2 separate regions of the Sus scrofa genome follow, and region 1 is linked to region 2. The links are chromatin contacts, called in public HiChIP or PLAC-seq maps. All regions are on one chromosome and are shown on one strand. Each heading gives the region's core, a stretch centred on a gene start, on an enhancer-like site or on the middle of the called end of the contact. The rest is flanking DNA. Distances are from core to core; before and after follow the strand shown.

The links. HiChIP or PLAC-seq counts read pairs in DNA pulled down with a chosen protein or histone mark.
Region 1: an H3K27ac HiChIP or PLAC-seq map of skeletal muscle shows a contact between it and region 2, with 1.9 times the contacts expected there. The contact joins the enhancer-like site here to the promoter of ITPKB in region 2. A contact is called at or near these places in 1 of 5 promoter capture datasets (liver), 11 of 47 Hi-C or Micro-C datasets (embryonic fibroblasts, fetal skeletal muscle, heart right ventricle and 5 more) and 2 of 2 datasets of contacts at active chromatin or transcription factors (alveolar macrophages and skeletal muscle).

The regions. Positions count from the first base shown.
Region 1 is chr10:14,379,506-14,383,387 of Sscrofa11.1, forward strand. The region is part of intron 3 of ITPKB (inositol-trisphosphate 3-kinase B); the gene reads right to left. Among named protein-coding and RNA genes, the nearest start is that of STUM, 86 kb to the left of the region's middle. Within about 2 kb of position 1,661, at least 38 of the 83 cell types and tissues checked have an H3K27ac peak or open chromatin away from gene starts, as enhancers often do. A contact at or near this core is called in alveolar macrophages, mesenteric adipose tissue, retroperitoneal adipose tissue and 1 more, where this site is marked.
Region 2 is chr10:14,466,848-14,470,915 of Sscrofa11.1, forward strand. ITPKB (inositol-trisphosphate 3-kinase B) reads right to left here and starts at 2,739. Exons shown (of 10, transcript XM_021064414.1): 1 at 2,433-2,739; 2 at 1-1,041. The coding sequence starts at 834.

The sequences.
Region 1 (3,882 bases), core at 411-2,910, 88 kb before region 2:
AAATGGATGCCAGGCCTCTCCCCCAACCTACGCCAGGCGACCGAGGCAAGAAAGGAGGGCAGCCTGATCACCCGGAAGATGGCTCACTCAGGGCTCCGGCCTCACCTCTTCTCTCCTGGGAGGTTCCCAATGACCTAGTCATGTCTCTGACAGCAGCCACAGCCCCGGATCTCTGGCTTCTCAAGCCCAGCTTTGTCAAACGCACAGGCACAGCCCTCAAGTGCCTTGAATGTGGCAGGGCCCGGCCACCCGGTCCCTCCCTCGGGCAGCGCGGGCTGCCTACTGACCTCACAGGCCCATTCTTTCATTGCCTCCCAATCAGCAGGGCATCTGTACACGCTTTGCTGACCCTTCCTGGAACGCCCCCAAGATGCCACCCCTGACGGCCTCCCCAGCACCGGCCTGGTGTCTGCATTCTCATCACTGCTGGGGTCTCACTGTGGGACAGGAGCTGGACCAGGTGCTCTACGGCCTCCTTCCTCATCTTCAAACAACCTGATAGGTAGGAGTATTCCCTCTGCAAGATGAAGACTCTCACATGTTGAGCTGCTTCCCCGAAGTTGTGTCATGCTCCTCCCCACCAGCAGGTGCCAGCGTCTAGGGGAACCTCAAACCCATTCACCAACTGCCATGCCTATCAACAAGCAGGGCCCCTTCCAGCCTGGAGCACGCTGGGCGGGGTGACAGGGACAGCAGATTGGGCAGGAAGGACAAGGATTTCTTCTAGGAATTACCATCGGGGCTCAGTGGTGATGAACTTAAGATCCATGAAGATGCGGGTTCGATCCCTGGCCTTACTCAGTGGGTTAAGGATGCAGTGTCGCTGGGGCTGTGGTATAGGTGGGCAGCTGCAGCTCCAATTTGACCCCTAGCCTGGGAACTTTCATCTGCCCTAAAAATACAAAAAAAAAAAAAAAAAAAAAAAAAAGATTTCTTCTAGGTAGTTCCCCTGCTAGGCTCACAGGCCACTCTGCTTGGGGGCGGGGGGTGGGTGTCTTCTGGCTGCTTCTTTAGCAGAGGGTTCCAGAGCATTCATGAGATGCTCCCGCAGCCAGCCACCCAAGCCCCAGGTATGTCTCATTCCAGGGCTGGGCAGGTGCCACTCGCAGCTTGGCTGGGGCCCCAAGGATCTCCCATGAGTCAGATCAGACCAGCTCAACGCTCCCAGACCATGGTTGGAATTCTGCACTTGGGATGTACTTGGGAGCCCTTCAGGGGAAAGGAACGCCCCTCCAGAGCTGATGACCTATGGAGCAGGGCAGGGACCCCAGGGTGGGCTGGAGACATCCAGCTTTCACCTTGATCCTGTGCTGGGGTAGGCTGACCACTGCCCAGAAGTGAGGTTTCTCCAGCAACGCCTCGGCTGACGGCTGATGACTGCCCTGCTGGCCTAAACACACACTAGTTCTGCTTGCGCTGTTTTCTACCTGAGAGCAGGGCCGGGCCTTCCGCTGGCGTTTGTTACAGCTCTGACCTTGCTCTGTAGAAGATGGGGGTCTTGTCATCCACACTGGCTGCGCAGGAAAAGGCTGGACCCTCATCCACTAGGAGAAGTTTAGAAGGATCAGAAAACAGCCAGAGCTGGCGGGTGGGGGTTGGCCCTTTAAGACTCAGCGTGGCTGGAGGTGCCTGGTGCCCTGAGGCTGGTCTGGGCAGGTACCTCCCTTTGTACCTGACTTGACAGGAGCAAAAATATTCAGAGAATGTGGAGAGAGATTTGTAGTAGGAGAAAACAAAACAAAACTAGCAGCAAATAAATCCCAACCCTCTTGAGGTGACAGAAAGCCCCAGGAAAGGGACTTTCAGAACCTGGCAAACACCAGCTGAGCCTCTCCAGCCACAGGCAGCCAGTCTCCCCGGCGGCTCAGACTTCACGGGCCGGTACAGCCTGCGGGGTGACCGGCGCCTTTGTGAGGCTCAGGCCCTCACACAACCCAGCTCCCTTTTTCCTCCCCTTCTCTGCCCAACTTTTGGCCTCACAGCAGAGGGGATCCTGCTCCCCAGAGGCCAGCAGCAACGTAGGGCGACCCTCCCCTCGGCAGGTGGCATCTTGGCAGCGTGGGGCAGCCCTGGCGAGGAGCGCAGCCGTTCACCCCCCTGGCCTGGGCTCCGAGTCACCCTTGGGAGCCCAGCGTGGAAACGATCCCTTGGCCAGCGGGGCTGCCGGGCCCGGGCTGGGCCCAAGAGAGGAAGTCTCCAATGTTCTGTGTTTATCTAAACCAGACTCCAAGCCTCCCTGTGATGCTAATGGCTCCTGGGTAAACGCCACCCTCCTGCTGGCTCAGCCAGTCATTGGTCTGACAGTATTCAGGCTGCAGGGAACACAGCCTTAGACAAATAAGGGGCTAAGTGGGATGATCTCAGAGCCAGGCCTTTGTCTCCCATCAAACAGGCAGAAAGGACTGGCGGAGATGATGACGAAGACGAGGAGGAGGAAGGTGGGGAAGCAGAGACCAGCGCCAAGGCTGGGGGATAAGAAGGCCTCTAGCCACTGCACTCACGGGTCGCTTTAACTACCGTCAGGATCGGCTGCATGATACACCGGGCTCAGTGCAAAATAAAAATGTGCACCTCTTGCTCCAAACTCGGTTAAGAGCACTGGGGTGAGGTCGCAAAGCGCGCACCCCTCGCTGACTAAGCGGTTCTCCCACCCAGGAAGCTGGCCTTGCCCCCTGGCGTAGAAAACAGCTCCACTGTTTGGTGGTGGCAGGTGACCCTGGGCCGGCAGGGCTCTGTGGGTCCTGACCTGCTCCCTCTCCGCTGATGACCACAGGCTTGAGGCCTCAGGGGCCTGGGGCTCTCCTTGGGGGGCTTTACAGCAACAGCAGCCCTAAAAGTACAGGAGGGGCTGTGACGGTCACCCTCAGGCAAAGGGCGGAGGGGCACCGCCAGCTTCCCCACAGGAGGGCCAGCTGCCCAGGGCCAGCACCTTCTCCTCCACTCAGCCCACCATGCCCTGTGGGGTCTGCTTCCTGTCTTCTTTATAGCCCCCACCTGCCCCTCCAAAACAATGTTGTGTTTCTCCATGTAATTTGGGGTGGGCGGAGGAAGAAAGGGTAGTGCTGGGGGAACAGCTGCTCCTTTGCTGGGGGACAGCCTCAGACCCTGTAGGATGGTCAGCAGGCCCCTTCCCCATCCACCCCGGGAGCATCTGCAATTCACCCGAAGGGCTTTGACATTTTGCTGGCAACCCTTAGCTCCATATTCCTCCCTGCCCACCCTCTGACACTGTAAGGGTGACACTTTCTGCCACCAGGGATCTTCACACAAGAACGGGTGCAGAGGCAAAGGACTCAGCTGGCCCCTCGGCATCTCAGATATCGCTGTCCCAAGAAAGCCCTCCTCGGCTGGAGCTGTGCCCCCTGAGCCTTGGGCATGCCTGCAAGCCAGCTCTCATCTGGGCAAGTATAACCCTTCTGAGAGCCAGGATCCCCAGCCCCTGGCCTCACCAGGCGCTCAGCAAACCCTTGCCGGGGGTCTCTGAGAAGCTGCCACAGTCAGCTGGGCCTTCAGGCTGAGCCAAGCCCCACACAGCAGGAGGTGGGAGACCACATCCAATGTCGCCCATCAGGCACCTAGGCAGAGCCTCCGGCAGCAAGCTGAAGTTTCCAGGCTGGTGTGGGCTCTGCGCACAGCCCCTGCAAGGCCTGGACCGGGTCAGAGAAGCGGACCTCCTGGAGAGAGCCCCCCCACCCTGCTTTACCCAGGGCACCCCGGCCTGCCTGAAGCGTCCCTTCCTGCTGCCGCTTCACCGGCCTGCAAAAGAGGACTGAAGCGGCATACTCTCCCCTCCGGCTGGAGTGTGTGGAAAACCCTCTGCCTCTAAGCTGGAAAGGCAGGCCACAGTGTTGCATTTCGGTTCCAGAGGACAGCACGCAAAGC
Region 2 (4,068 bases), core at 1,489-3,988:
CATGGCAATGGGTGAGCCACAGTGGGGTCTGGCAGGGACCCCCTTCTCCATCCTCACCGAAGCGCCTGGACCCTGAGCCCCTGATCCTGACGGGGCAGCGGGGCTGGGGAAAGATGCCGGTCCATCTTTGTCCTTCGAGAGGCATAGGCTGGGCGCCCCTCCTCCTCTCCCAGAGTCGGCCTCTGAAGTCTCCGTACACTGATCCCCCCAGGACTTTGTCCTCCGTTCCTCGCTTTGTGCCAGGACCCTTCCTGGGGGCTGACTGACGCTGCGGAAAGGGCACGGGGAGGGCGAACGAGCCCTGCCCAAACGCGGGCTGCGGGGCGCTTGAGTGGCGGAGCTCTGCGCCTGGATGTGCGCCTCGAACATGCCCACTTTCTGGTTCACCTGCACGTTTTGCAGCTCACGCTGCAGGATTCGCAGCTTCCTCTTGGCCTCCTCTGGCCCGGGAGGGGAGAGGGTACCACGGGTGGTCACCACCTGCTGCTCGTCCCCTCTCAGGCGACCCGCCCAACTCGGGCTGCCCACGCTGCTGCCGCTGCCGCTGCCACTGCCGCTGCCGCTGCCACTACCACTATTCAGCCTGCGCCGGCCACTCCGCCAGCCCGGGGGGCTCCCGGGCTCCTCCGGCGACAAGGACTCGGCTGGGGGGAACAAGAAAGAGGAGCCGCTCCCGGGGCTGAAAACGCTGCCTGGGCTCAACACGGCCCTTCCCGGCGGCGGCGGCGGCGGGGGCGTCTCGCTGCTGCTGGGCCGAGGGCCGCCGCCGCTCTTCACCTGGTTGGCGCTATTCATGATCACCAGGCTGTTGAGTGCATAGCAGTACATAGCCATAGTACTGGGTCCGCCGCGCTGCCCGCCGCCGCCGCTCCCGTTCCGGCTCCGCCGCCGGCGTCTCCTCCTCCCGCAGCTCTCGGCTCAGCCCTGGAGGCCCCGCGGCCGCGGCTCCGCGCGCAGATGGGGTGGCATGGCCCGGGCAGCGGGCGGGGGGCAAGACCGCAGGCTCAGCCCCCGCCCAGAGCTCCATAAACAACAGCGCCGCTGCGGAGACACAAGGAGAAAAGTCAGGACCCCAGAGGGCGGGTGGTGGGGAACGGCTTGGGAACTAGGACGGCCCCGGCCCGCGGAACCCCCATCTGTCCGGAAGCGGGTGCCACTGGACGTCTCACTTCTAGGGGCTATGCCGCCAGGCGAAGACACAACTCCGCGGCCTCCGGCGCTAGCGCGGTTGCGGGTGTGCGTTTCCCGAGTGCGTTCCCACCCCTCGCCCCAGGCTGTGATGCGCCTGGAGGTCTCTTCAGATTCCAAATTCTAAGATTCGTCTCCAGAGCCAAGAGCACCGGCGGAGGATGCCGTACAACTACTTAATTCCTACGCGGGCTGCGTGCGGAGCGCGGCTCTTGCGACCTCTCTGAGAGTGAGGACTCCCCCCTTCACCACCACTGGGTCTCCTCGGCTTTGCAAACCCTGGTTCAATCAGGTATAACAGGGCAGCCCCCGCCCCTGGGCTTCGGGATCTCCCCGCTCCACTCTCTCTGGCCAACAAGGACCGACTCAGAGGAAACCTGAGCGGGACCTGCCTTCCCCGGCCGCTGCCTGCGCCCGGGTCTTGGAGGGGAACCTCTGCGTGGCCTGCCGTTTACCTTCCTGACCCTGGCCTTGGGGCTGTTTCCCTAGGCCTACGACGGCCTGGGCGAGCGGTGGGGCAGCAGCCAAGGCCTTTTCCAGCACTGGCCTTGTCGCCAGTCCCCAAACAAGTGTGTTTTGTGTGTGGGCGCGCCTGCGCGCGCTCGGGGCCGAGACGCTGCGCGTCCCCTGTACCGGAACCAATACTCGCCGCCCCCTGCCGTCGCCCCCCATGGAGGGGCGTGTGTGTGTGTGTGTGTGTGTGTGTGTGAGTGAGTGTGTGAGTGTGTGCGCGCGCCTGTGCGCGCGCGCCGGTACCGGGAGTCCGCGCTCCGCACGCCCTGTGCGGGAGGACGCTACTGCCTCTGCGGGCACCGGGACCCGCGCCCCCTCCGAGGGACTCTGCGATGTGCGCGGCTGCAGCCTTCGGGGGCCCAGGCTCTGCAAACCTCCCGGGGCCCGGCTCTAAGCCCCTGGGCGGCGCAGCCGAGTACAAGGCTTCTCCGCATCCTGGGCAGCCTCGCCCGGCGGCCGGAGCCGGGGGACGCCTGCAGCGCGCCGGGGAGGCGGCGGGAAGTCAGTGGCCCGGAAGGCGAGCAGGAGAAACGCCGAAAACTTGTCTCTGGCTCCTGTGCTCACACCCCTACTCCACGCCACCGTCCCCAGTCAAAACCTCTTTGCCCGTCTCCCCGGCCCACTTCTCTGCGCTTTTTCAGAACCCGGAACCCTCAGATTCTCTCCCGAGCAGAGAGTGAGGGGAAACCGCGTTCGGAGGCGAGGGCCATTTAAAAAGCCGCCAAACTTACCTGCAATTTCTCAGATTCCCGGGTCCTGTGCAGACTACATGGCCCAGGGACGCAGACCGCGTAGGAAAAAGATGGCTTTAAAAGTTCAAAAAGCTCAGAAATGGTTTCCTGACTTCTTTTGGAAGACCAAAAAAATAGGAGTGGAAAAGAAGGCGGAAAGCTCCTCGGTAGGGGCCGGAGATCCGGGCGGTGGCGACGCCGGCCGGCCCTGCACGCCCTTCTGAGCCGCGGAGATACTACCCCTGTCAGTGTCTGCTCCAGGCCACTTCAGTGTTTGTTCAATGTGCGATTAAAAAAAAAAAAAAAAAAAAAAAGTTGGGGGGTGGGGGAGAGGAGGGAGGAGGGAGAAAGGCGGGGGCTTGGGGGAGGAAAGCAGGAAGGAAGTTGTGAGCCTGTCTGGGGTTGAACTCAGCGGAACAAGTTTTTCTTTTCTTTTTTTTTTTTTTTTTTTTTTCTATTGCTTGGCAAGACCGAGGGAGGGAAACACTTAAAAAAAAAAAAAGTTTCCATTGTTAGCTAACAAAAAAAGAAAACCTTTTAACTTCTGCGGGTTAAAGATACACGATCCATTTTCCACCCCTCCAGCGAGCCTCGCTGGTGGCTAGCTTTATGAAACTTTTTTTGAAACATGTTTTTAATAAAGTTTGAGTGTGCATTTTAAGCAAAGCAAATCATGGGGGCCTGTTTAGCATTTAAAACGAACTAAAGCCCTATATAAACTGTTTGTGTCCTTGTACACAAATATGCAAATTCGAATAAGGTACTTTGTGGGCACCTCCGTTGCAGTTGCACATTTTAAATGCATCACGGTCGTATTTTGGAAGGCAGGTTGGGCTGTGAGCTGTTGATAGTTTTGCAGTGCAATTGCTAGTTGAATAAACACGCCTTTGCATTGCACATGTTTTTTATTACTAAATGCACACAGCAAATGTGACATTGGCATGTTTTTGCACTTAATTCTCCAAGTTATTTTAAGAAAAATAATAGGCCTGGAACTAAGAAGGCTGGGGACCCTTTGCTCAGTCTCCTGCAGCTGGATCATTTTCAAGAGACTTTTTCCTCCATCATCAGCAAATACCTCTGGGCAAGGATCTTACCCCATTTAAGCTCTGATGCTGCAAGTGTGTTTTGCATAATTCCCTAAACCCTAAACTATAGCATTTAGTGGAAAGAGGGAAAATACAGCTGCCAGGCTCAAGAAATGTAAAACTCTAAAGCCCAGCATCAGTCCTTATGTTCCTATTAACCAGAGTTTAGTTGGAAATTTTGACTCTGCTCTTGCTTGTTTGTAACAATGCTGTTTAAGTGAGCAAAGCAACCTGCTGCTCCCTCAGGAAAAAACTCATTTAAATCTGAAACCAAGACATCTTCTAGCCAAGAATTCCCTGGAATCAGACACTGTTGAGTCCTGTCTGTTTTTATGTTTTTAACATGCTATGTTAAAAGGATTGGGTCTAATTCCTCTTCTCCCCCCCCCCCCATGGGGCTAAGTAAAAAGAGCCTAGAGTTTATTCAGATATTGCCTCAGGACCTGGGCAATTGCTATGGCAGAGAAGTCAGCCCTATCCTTGCCCCTAATTCAGTGCCCTAGTGGCAAGAAACAGGAGCTGCCAGTTCTCGAGAGACCCACTCCAGG